Regions from separate parts of the Hordeum vulgare genome. Here region 2 is linked to region 1. A link is a contact called in public Hi-C data. All regions are on one chromosome and are shown on one strand. Each heading gives the region's core, a stretch centred on a gene start, on an enhancer-like site or on the middle of the called end of the contact. The rest is flanking DNA. Distances are from core to core; before and after follow the strand shown. Region 1 holds the start of LOC123453020. Region 2 holds the start of LOC123453022 (ras-related protein RABE1c-like).

Region 1 (4,324 bases), core at 717-3,216:
AGGTTGCGGTGGCTCCAGAGGAAGAGCCGCCACCACAGCTTCCGGCTCCGCGACGGCAGCACCTGGCTGGACGACCGCCGCTTGAGCATCACGCCATCGGCGGTGCGCGACGTCTTCACCGACGCATCGGGGCTCGCCTCGTGCGCGCGCCGCGGGGTGGTGACCACGAAGAGGTCGCCCGGAAGGTCGCCGGAGGAGCGCGACCGCACTGGCATGCCCGGGGCGTCCCTCGGGCCAGTCCGCTTCGTCTCGATGTTCGAGCATGAGCGTTTGAGCTTCGCCGATGGGTCGACCTCCACCGCAGCAGCCTCCTCCCCGCCGCTCGTGACCACCGGCGCGTCCGGCACGGTGCCAAGGGGTTGCTTGTCCACGCCGTGGACGTCGGATACGACGGGCTTGTTGGGGTGCGGGTGGAAGTCGAACTCGAAGTCGTCAGACAAGCTGTCCCTCTTCACCGGCGATGCCTCGCCGGCCTTGTGCGCCACCACGATGACCACATCGGCGACGATCTTATCGCCGCATTTGTCCACAACGGCAGCGGCAACCGGCTGCGGCAGCGCGTCAGTAGACTCCACCGCCACCGGCTTCGCCCTGGGGCTCTCGTTCCCAGTTCCAGCACCCTTGCCGGCATCACCAACCTGCTGAACAGAGTACAGAGTACACACACAAAATCAAATCAACTAACCAAACTTCATCGATCCAAACTCATACACGTACACAAAACCATTCAAACATGTACCACTCGTTTCTGCCTCCGGCCGGTGAGCAGGATGGAGAAGCAGCTCATCTTGGCCATTGTCTAAGGGAGAGGCTCTCCGCGGCAGCAGCGACGGCGCGGAGATGGCGTGCTCCTGTGCCCCCCACGCCCCATTATTCAGTGTGCGGATCGGGGGCACGACGAGGAAGGCCAGAGTGACCCGGGGCGCCGGGAAGAGCCGGAGCCAGTCGCGAGAGGCCGAGGTGGAGCCGTCTTGGCAGCTAGCTAGCACTGCATCATATATACAATCAATAAATCAATCAGCAGATATTGAGCAACTTTGGATGAGTGTCATTGATTGGAGTCAAACTAGTGCTGCAGGAGGACAAAAAATTGGTTTCTGCAGCGGTAAAGATAAGAGGAAACAAACAAACTGCAAAGATGACGCTCATGAGCTGTACGGATCCGTTGTGCCAGCCTCTGTTTTGAGAAAAAGAAAGAAGGCTGTTGGATAACTAACTGGGTAAAGCCATAGGGAAAAATTTGCAGGGGAAGGTAGGCAAAATTAGGTAAGAAAACTAACACTGGTTTCCCATCCAGTCACCATGTAACCATCTTTTTCAGAAAGAAAATCGGTGAGTAACCGCCGATTCAGAATCACAGCAAGAGACTGACACATAAACAAAAATTATACTGTCTCGGGAACAACTGGACGACTGGGAATTCAGAGGAATCTGACAAGTTTAAAGAACAGGCGTCATTGAGAGGAGGAAACTTAATTAAAGGCAAAAGATTTCGGCAGTATGCAGACGACAATTGTCAAGAACTGGAGTAGGCTCTCCAAGAACACCGATATATCAAGATCGCACAGGCACATGTATAGATAGATAGATTGATAGATACGAAGTAGAGGAGGCAGCCAAGAAATGGAAAGAAGAAGTTGCAAAACAGCGGCGAGGTTTACCTTCCTATCCCAGGCAGCAATCAACCAGTCGACAGCCGGAAGATGGAGAGGATCCTCTGCCTCTGCTTCAGGTTTCTGAAGCGCCGTTGGCGTGGGGGGAAGAAGTTTCAGGCTGTTGAGTAGGTTGCGGCACTAGATGCCACCGGCAGGATGGAGAGGGAGAGTGGCAGAGAGGAAAGAACGGCGTGGGGAAGGGAAGAAGGGGTGGTTGGAGAAGGGCCGTACGGATGCGATGCCGCCGCCACCCGCCACGCTGGTGGAGTGGAGGCGAGCAGAGGACGCGGTTGGCACACGGCAGACTCGGGCGTCACTCCCCACCTCGAAAATGATAAACCTACGGGAAAATCCGGAAAAATCTTCTACAGATTGCATTTAAAATTCCCCGATAGCATCTACAGCTAAACACATCAAATCCAACCCATCAAACGTTGATCAACGCAATCGGATACTCAATTACGGAAAATCAAATCCATATATTACACGCAGCGCGAAACCTAATCTAAGCAGAGCTCGTGAGCCAACGCCATGCTTATGCTTATGTCCGGCGGGCGATTGCACTCCTCGAAGTGTTACCCCGGCCGCTAGCAAGGTAGAATAGAATATGAGACACGCACGGCTCACAGGCTCGTGGTGTCGTCATCTCTCATACACTATTCTTACTCGTCAGAGTCTAAAGCCTTTACAGTGCCCGTTGATGCGAGGCTGATGATGGATTTGTGCTGTTTGGTGGAGGCCAACATAGCCACCATTGCATGGCCGTTCCGCTCGGGTTGCAGGCATCGCCTCAAGAGCGACTCCACCTCGCCGACGTCGGCCACCGCGAGAGCTGACATGGTCTCCCGCGCCCCCCACCTCGCACGACAGGCATGCCGTGTCGTGGACTCGGCGGACATGTCGTGCATGTCCTCGTACTTGATGCGTCGACGTAGGGATTGCCTGTCCGCTATGGCGTTTGGATGTCAGACGAAGCTCACCGCCTCCGGCGAGGCTGCAACGACGTGTCGTGCGCCGGTTCCACGCGTCATTTGGACGGAAGTGATGGATTCCTGACGGATTGAGTCCGACTACTGCCGAGCATTCTCCTCACGCAATGCAGATGACTATCTCCTCCTCTGACCCGACTGGGATGAGGTACCAATTGGCAAATTGGCTGGCAGAGGACTCAGATCCGTTGTCCGCCATGTCGGAGAAGGCAAGAGAACGCCGAAAATAAGCTTGGGGCGGAGGGGAAGGGAGTGGAGTGGTTAGGGGCTGGTCCGAGGAACAGATGTGGATGAATATATCTAGGATTGGGGTGGGCCAACGTGGATCGACTCCAACGTGGCGCACGTGCTTGGTCGCGCCCGAGCCGCCCCATATCGGCCTCATATTTGGGCTGGATATGAGGGGTGTCGGTCAACACTACTAGGGAAAAGTGTATAGGTAGACACTTACTAGTAGCGGGGGTTTATAACCCTCGCTACTGCTACTTAGTAGTAGTGCAGTTTTATAACCCTCGCTGCGGCTACTTAGTAGTAGTGCGGGTTTAGTTATGACCCTCACTACTACTAAGTTGATAGTAGTAGCGCGGGTTTGTACCCCTCACTACTGTTAAGTGGTCTCTACCGTGCTTCCCGGGACATGCAATAGTAATAGCAAGAGGTACCCACGCTACTACTAAGTTGATAGTAGTAGCGCGCGTTTTTATCCCTGGCTACTACTAAGTATAAGGTAGGTGAAGTCCATGTATATTCGGCCGAGTCCCTCACTCTCCTCATTCTCTTCACAGGCTCTTTCATGATGCTCTTGCCCAAGCAGACCTCCTCCTCCATGGCACCGAATGAGGCCACCTCCTCGCATCGCTAGCGTCCAGGAGCTTGTCTGTCTTCCCCCTCGCCTCCATGCCACCACGAAGGATCACCTCACGACCGACGACCAGCCCCGATGCGCCCTCCATCTCCTTCCCTCTCCCTTTGGGCTATCTCAAGGTTGAGTTTTTTCATCGGAATTTTCAAGGAGAATACGGGTTTTCCGTGGTTGAGTTTATTTTACGCAGCTTATGGTAGTTTGTGATGGACTAGTTGGGGCATCCGTGCAGGGTTAAATCTTTCTGAGAGTCGTGCCCGTAGTTATGTGGCAACTTGGAAACTTTGTTTAACTCCCGATTATAGCAAACGTAAAGTAAGTTTAATTAAAATATGCCAATTGTGTGCGTAACCGTGTGTCACGCCCAAGATGCGACCCTATCCTCAATTTGGCACGAAGGCCTCGTCAGGGATAGAAGCCATCTTGTCGTGTCGCAAGAATGGATATCGTTACAAGTACATGTACTGAAAAGAAGAGGTATATAATAGAATTGGCTTACACTCGCCACAAGCTACATCAGAGTCACATCAGTACATTACATAAACATCAAGAGTAAGAGCAGGGTCCGACTACGGACGAAAACAAACGAGAAAATAAGAACGACGTCCATCCTTGCTATCCCAGGCTGCCGGCCTGGAACCCATCCTAGATCGATGAAGAAGAAGAAGAAGAAGAAGCAACTCCAAATGAACAATCAACGCGCTCGCTCAAGTAACCTTTACCTGTACCTGCAACTGGTGTTGTAGCAATCTGTGAGCCACAGGGGACTCAGCAATCTCATTTCCAAAGGTATCAAGACTAGCAAAGCTTAATGGGTG
Region 2 (4,324 bases), core at 790-3,289, 280 kb after region 1:
CCCGATCAGAGAAAGTTGTAAACACACTTTTAAAAACAAGGATTTGATGATGCCGCGGGCGCGTGCGTGTGTGGTCGGGCTCAGAACGAACAACGACGAGAACCGACAACTAACAACGGATGCAAGTTTGAAAAGTGACGGCAACGGAAATGCCGATGCAATGCGGATGATGCGCATGATGCGACGATGATGCGACAAAAGAAAATAGACACACGACGAAAACGGAAAGAAAGGGGAATCTTCTGGAACGTCGGCATCGGGCTGTCACACTCCCTCACACCGCTCCAACAACATGTTGTCTGCTGTGATTCCGGTGAGGAGCCATGCCCTGCGGCATGCCCGATGCTCTTCAACGCGGGTCAAGCACATGAGACGCCCGGGGAGACGTCTCCTAACTCCCGGGCTGCTCTTCATCTTAGTGTGGTCACCCCTCCTTCGAGCTGCAGCATCCAGGCTCTACACCACCCAGGCCACCCACAACTAGGGGAAGACTCTTGCTGGAGTCACCAGCTTCAACCTCGACTGGCGCGGCCTGCATTTGCGTGTCAAGAACAAGAGCATGCCCATTGTACAACTCACGGAAAAGGCTACTTTTCCAGCGGATTGACATTGTAGGAGAGGGCGAATAGGTTACACAGGAAGCAATTTTCACGTTTTGTGGCCCTGTTCCAGTGGAGGCTTCCGGACATTGCCATCACAGTACTCCGGGCCCTGATCAAGATGGACTGTGACTTGGCGACGACGGTGGAGGATGCCTTGTTGCACCATGGGGGGGGGGGGAGTGGCCCCGATATACCATCGAAAGCAGGCGCGCGATGATGCCATCGACAACAAGCGACGATGCCATCGGAGACGGCCTGGTCGTCTTAGTTCAAAGGATCTTGATTTACCTTCTACGCTTGTTTGTACCTGCCGTTGTGTGCTGCACTTGCCACTGCCCTGGCGACTCTTCGCTGTTAAATGTTGGAGTGATGCCCCTGTTTATAAGAGGTGTCCTAGTTTCCCTAATGAGTAGCATCAATTCGAGTCTGTTGAACTACAATGTTCGTGGACTTGTTGTCCAAACCGAAGAACTACTATCAATGAAACAATGAGTCCTAAGTGAACTAGGGGAGGGAAAAGGGTAAAGGTTTCCAGTACATTTTTTAGGAAATCCCCTTCCAATACATGGATCTTACTTCCTCCTTTCGGGTTTATATGACTCATCTCAAAAATTTCAGATTTTCATTATATTAGGCTCATTTTGAGTCTAATTAAGTTAAAGTGATTTGAATATCATGTCATATTTAATTTATAGATATAAGAGAAAGAAAATTAGTGGCTATGCATACATCTTTTTTTACATGTACCATGCAAGTCCAATGAAAGGGAGGATGCTACATTTATTGCCTCAGAAATTCAAAATGTGACAAATATTCCATTGGCTAGTTAAAACTAGTACCATCCACTCACAATTCACCTTGGTTGATGAGATTTCAGATTTGATTTCTATAAACCGAAAAGGACGGAGTAGTAATCAAGCTCGGTTAATAACCTCAATCGATAAGTAAATGGAAGATACTTGGTGTAAAAAAACGTCTTATATTTTAAGACGAAGGGCGTAGTAGATATTTAAAAATTGTTCATCACGTATTTAACTTTTTCCATTATGTGCTAGAAATTATTATCGTATATTTCAAAGATTTCCCCTCAAATTTTTTTTCCAAAAGATTCACCATGCACCTTTAGAATTGTAGATGTGTAAGAAGTACTGTATTTACAAAAATGAAAAAGGGAACGTTTGTCGCATCTTTTTAAAATGTGCATCGTGTACCTTCACAAATATTATTGAATAAAAATAATATTAGGAAATAAAAATAAAAATTAAGAGGAAATAAATAAAAGGGTAAAAAATAAGACCAAATAAAAATCAGGAAACGGTAAAAGGTGAAAAGGAGAAGAAAAAGAAGAAGCAGTATTAGCCGCCAAATGGGCCTGGCTAATCTAGCACGCCCCCTCTGTGCGACCACCACCACCACCACCCCGCGCCGCCGATCGATCGATCAAACCCAACCCAACCCAACCCAGCCCAGCCCCCCTCTCCTCCCTCCCCTCCTCTCCGGCCCCTCCCACGCGCCGCTGCTCGCGCGGGGAGAGAGAGACAGACGAAGCCGAGATCGATCGAGCGAACGCCGCCGCCGCATCGGAGCACGCGCGCGAGCGACGCCGTCCCCGCCTCGCTCGGTCCGTCCGTCCGTCCGCGCCGTTCGTTTCGCCCCCCGTTGGCTGCGCCGATCTAATTTATTAATTTCGCCGCGGTTTTTTTCTTCTTCTTTTTGTTAGGCCCGGGAGTTAGGGCGCGATGGCGGCGCCGCCGGCCAGGGCTCGGGCCGACTACGACTACCTCATCAAGCTCCTCCTCATCGGCGACAGCGGTGAGCCCCCCCCCCCCCCCCCCCCCCCTGGCCCCCGTCTCCGCCTCTCGATCCGCGCGGGATCTGGCGGCTTGTTAGGCGGTTTGATTTCGGTGCGCCGGTTGGGATCTGGTGCCCTAGATCACTTTCTGCGAAGGCTGCTGTGTGCCCGTGTGAAATTTGGAAGGGCGGTAGAACCTAGACTCTTGTGTTTGTTGGATGGATGGTGTGTGCTCTGTGAGAAGAGTAGCTTGTTCCTGCTCGCACATATACAAGCAATAGTAGCTATGTTTGTAATCGCAGAACTAACTGATGCAAGCAATGATGTAGTTAGGTACATATGGAGTCAGGAAGAAACTTTTGTTCATGTAACGGCCTTGCCCTGGTTCTAACAAAATTGCATGGTTGGTATGAAATATAAGTAAAATAACGAATTGCATGTCTCTTCCCTCTTAACTGTAGAAGTAACTGAATCAGGACGAAGCAAACCACTAGCTTTGCCCCTGTTTCTGTCACCTTACCATACCTCTATGTTTTGGTTACCTATGCTCTTCTTGTTTTCATATTGATTGATGTGGAACGGGTAACTGATGCATAGCTTTACACATAATTTCTTTGATTTCGTGTCTAGAGAATCCTTCATGGCTTATCTAATTATATCTTTGCTTTGGCTCATCTTCTTTGAGTATTCCCAGTTGATATACTTCTGGATTCCAGCATTGAGGTTTTGTGGCGTGGGCTGTAGCTTTGTATGGTGCTCCATTAGCAATCACTCACAAATTCTATTTACCTATGTAGGTGTTGGAAAAAGTTGTCTGCTCCTACGGTTCTCAGATGGCTCCTTCACCACTAGCTTCATCACCACTATTGGGTATGTACTGTACAAGTCACAAAATATCTGGTTGGAAATTATCATTCTGCATTGGAATGCTTGTGGAAAGTTATGAAAAATGACCGTGGGTTTCTTGAAACAGCATTGACTTCAAGATAAGGACTGTTGAGTTGGATGGCAAGCGGATTAAGTTGCAGATCTGGGATACTGCTGGCCAAGAACGCTTTCGGACTATAACTACTGGTATGGTTGCATGCCTTGAGCAAAAGCAAGAGTGTTTCTGGTTTCTCTTGATTATATTGATGAAGTTTGTAAAATGTGATATTCTTCTTTGCAGCCTACTACAGGGGAGCCATGGGCATTTTACTTGTTTATGATGTCACGGACGAGTCGTCATTCAATAGTAACGACCTGAACCTTTGTGCTTCAGATTCTCTTTCAATTTTGTTACGTTTTCTGATTATCTCCTTTGTTCGCAGACATAAGAAATTGGATCAAAAACATTGAACAACATGCTTCAGATAACGTGAGCAAAATTTTGGTGGGGAACAAAGCGGATATGGATGAAAGCAAAAGGGTATACTCTTTTATCTTGACTTGTTTCTAGCCATGTTTTTTCTGTAGTCGTTTCATCTTAACTTCGTGTTGCGGACTAGTTTGTTTCGTATGCAATGCAGAAAATAGATAATTCACCGAATTATATTCAGGCTGTGCAGATGTTACTACTTGTTAAAATAGATTTAAGCTGCACATATGTTACTCTGATACAATTAGATGTGATGCAAACAAAAAAGAAAACATGCTCAGCATTATTATCCTTACAGTTTACATTCATCTCTCTCTTAAATGCTCAATTGCTTTGATGCAGGCTGTTCCCACTTCAAAGGGCCAGGCCCTGGCCGATGAATACGGGATCCAGTTCTTTGAAACGGTTAGTGAAAGTCACAACCCTTCTACCTTGCTATATGTAGCATTTAATCGCTGCACAGTAGTGAAGTTTTATGTTGATTTATTTGTATGGCATATTTCTAAGCAGTGGTGCCCAACTGCTGATACCTTAGCATTTGTTTCCCACACATAATCCTTTATATATTACTGT

Evidence for each region. A called contact is a pair of places that touch in the nucleus more often than the background predicts.
Region 2: a contact with region 1 is called in a Hi-C map of leaf, with 1.9 times the contacts expected there. The contact joins the promoter of LOC123453022 here to the promoter of LOC123453020 in region 1. A contact is called at or near these places in 3 of 6 Hi-C or Micro-C datasets (leaf and seedling).

The regions. Positions count from the first base shown.
Region 1 is chr5H:562,315,799-562,320,122 of MorexV3_pseudomolecules_assembly, forward strand. LOC123453020 reads right to left here and starts at 1,967. Exons shown (of 5, transcript XM_045129778.1): 1 at 1,662-1,967; 2 at 740-988; 3 at 1-638. The coding sequence starts at 796.
Region 2 is chr5H:562,599,484-562,603,807 of MorexV3_pseudomolecules_assembly, forward strand. LOC123453022 (ras-related protein RABE1c-like) reads left to right here and starts at 2,040. Exons shown (of 9, transcript XM_045129779.1): 1 at 2,040-2,223; 2 at 2,323-2,414; 3 at 3,192-3,264; 4 at 3,368-3,468; 5 at 3,563-3,628; 6 at 3,705-3,802; 7 at 4,094-4,156. The coding sequence starts at 2,342.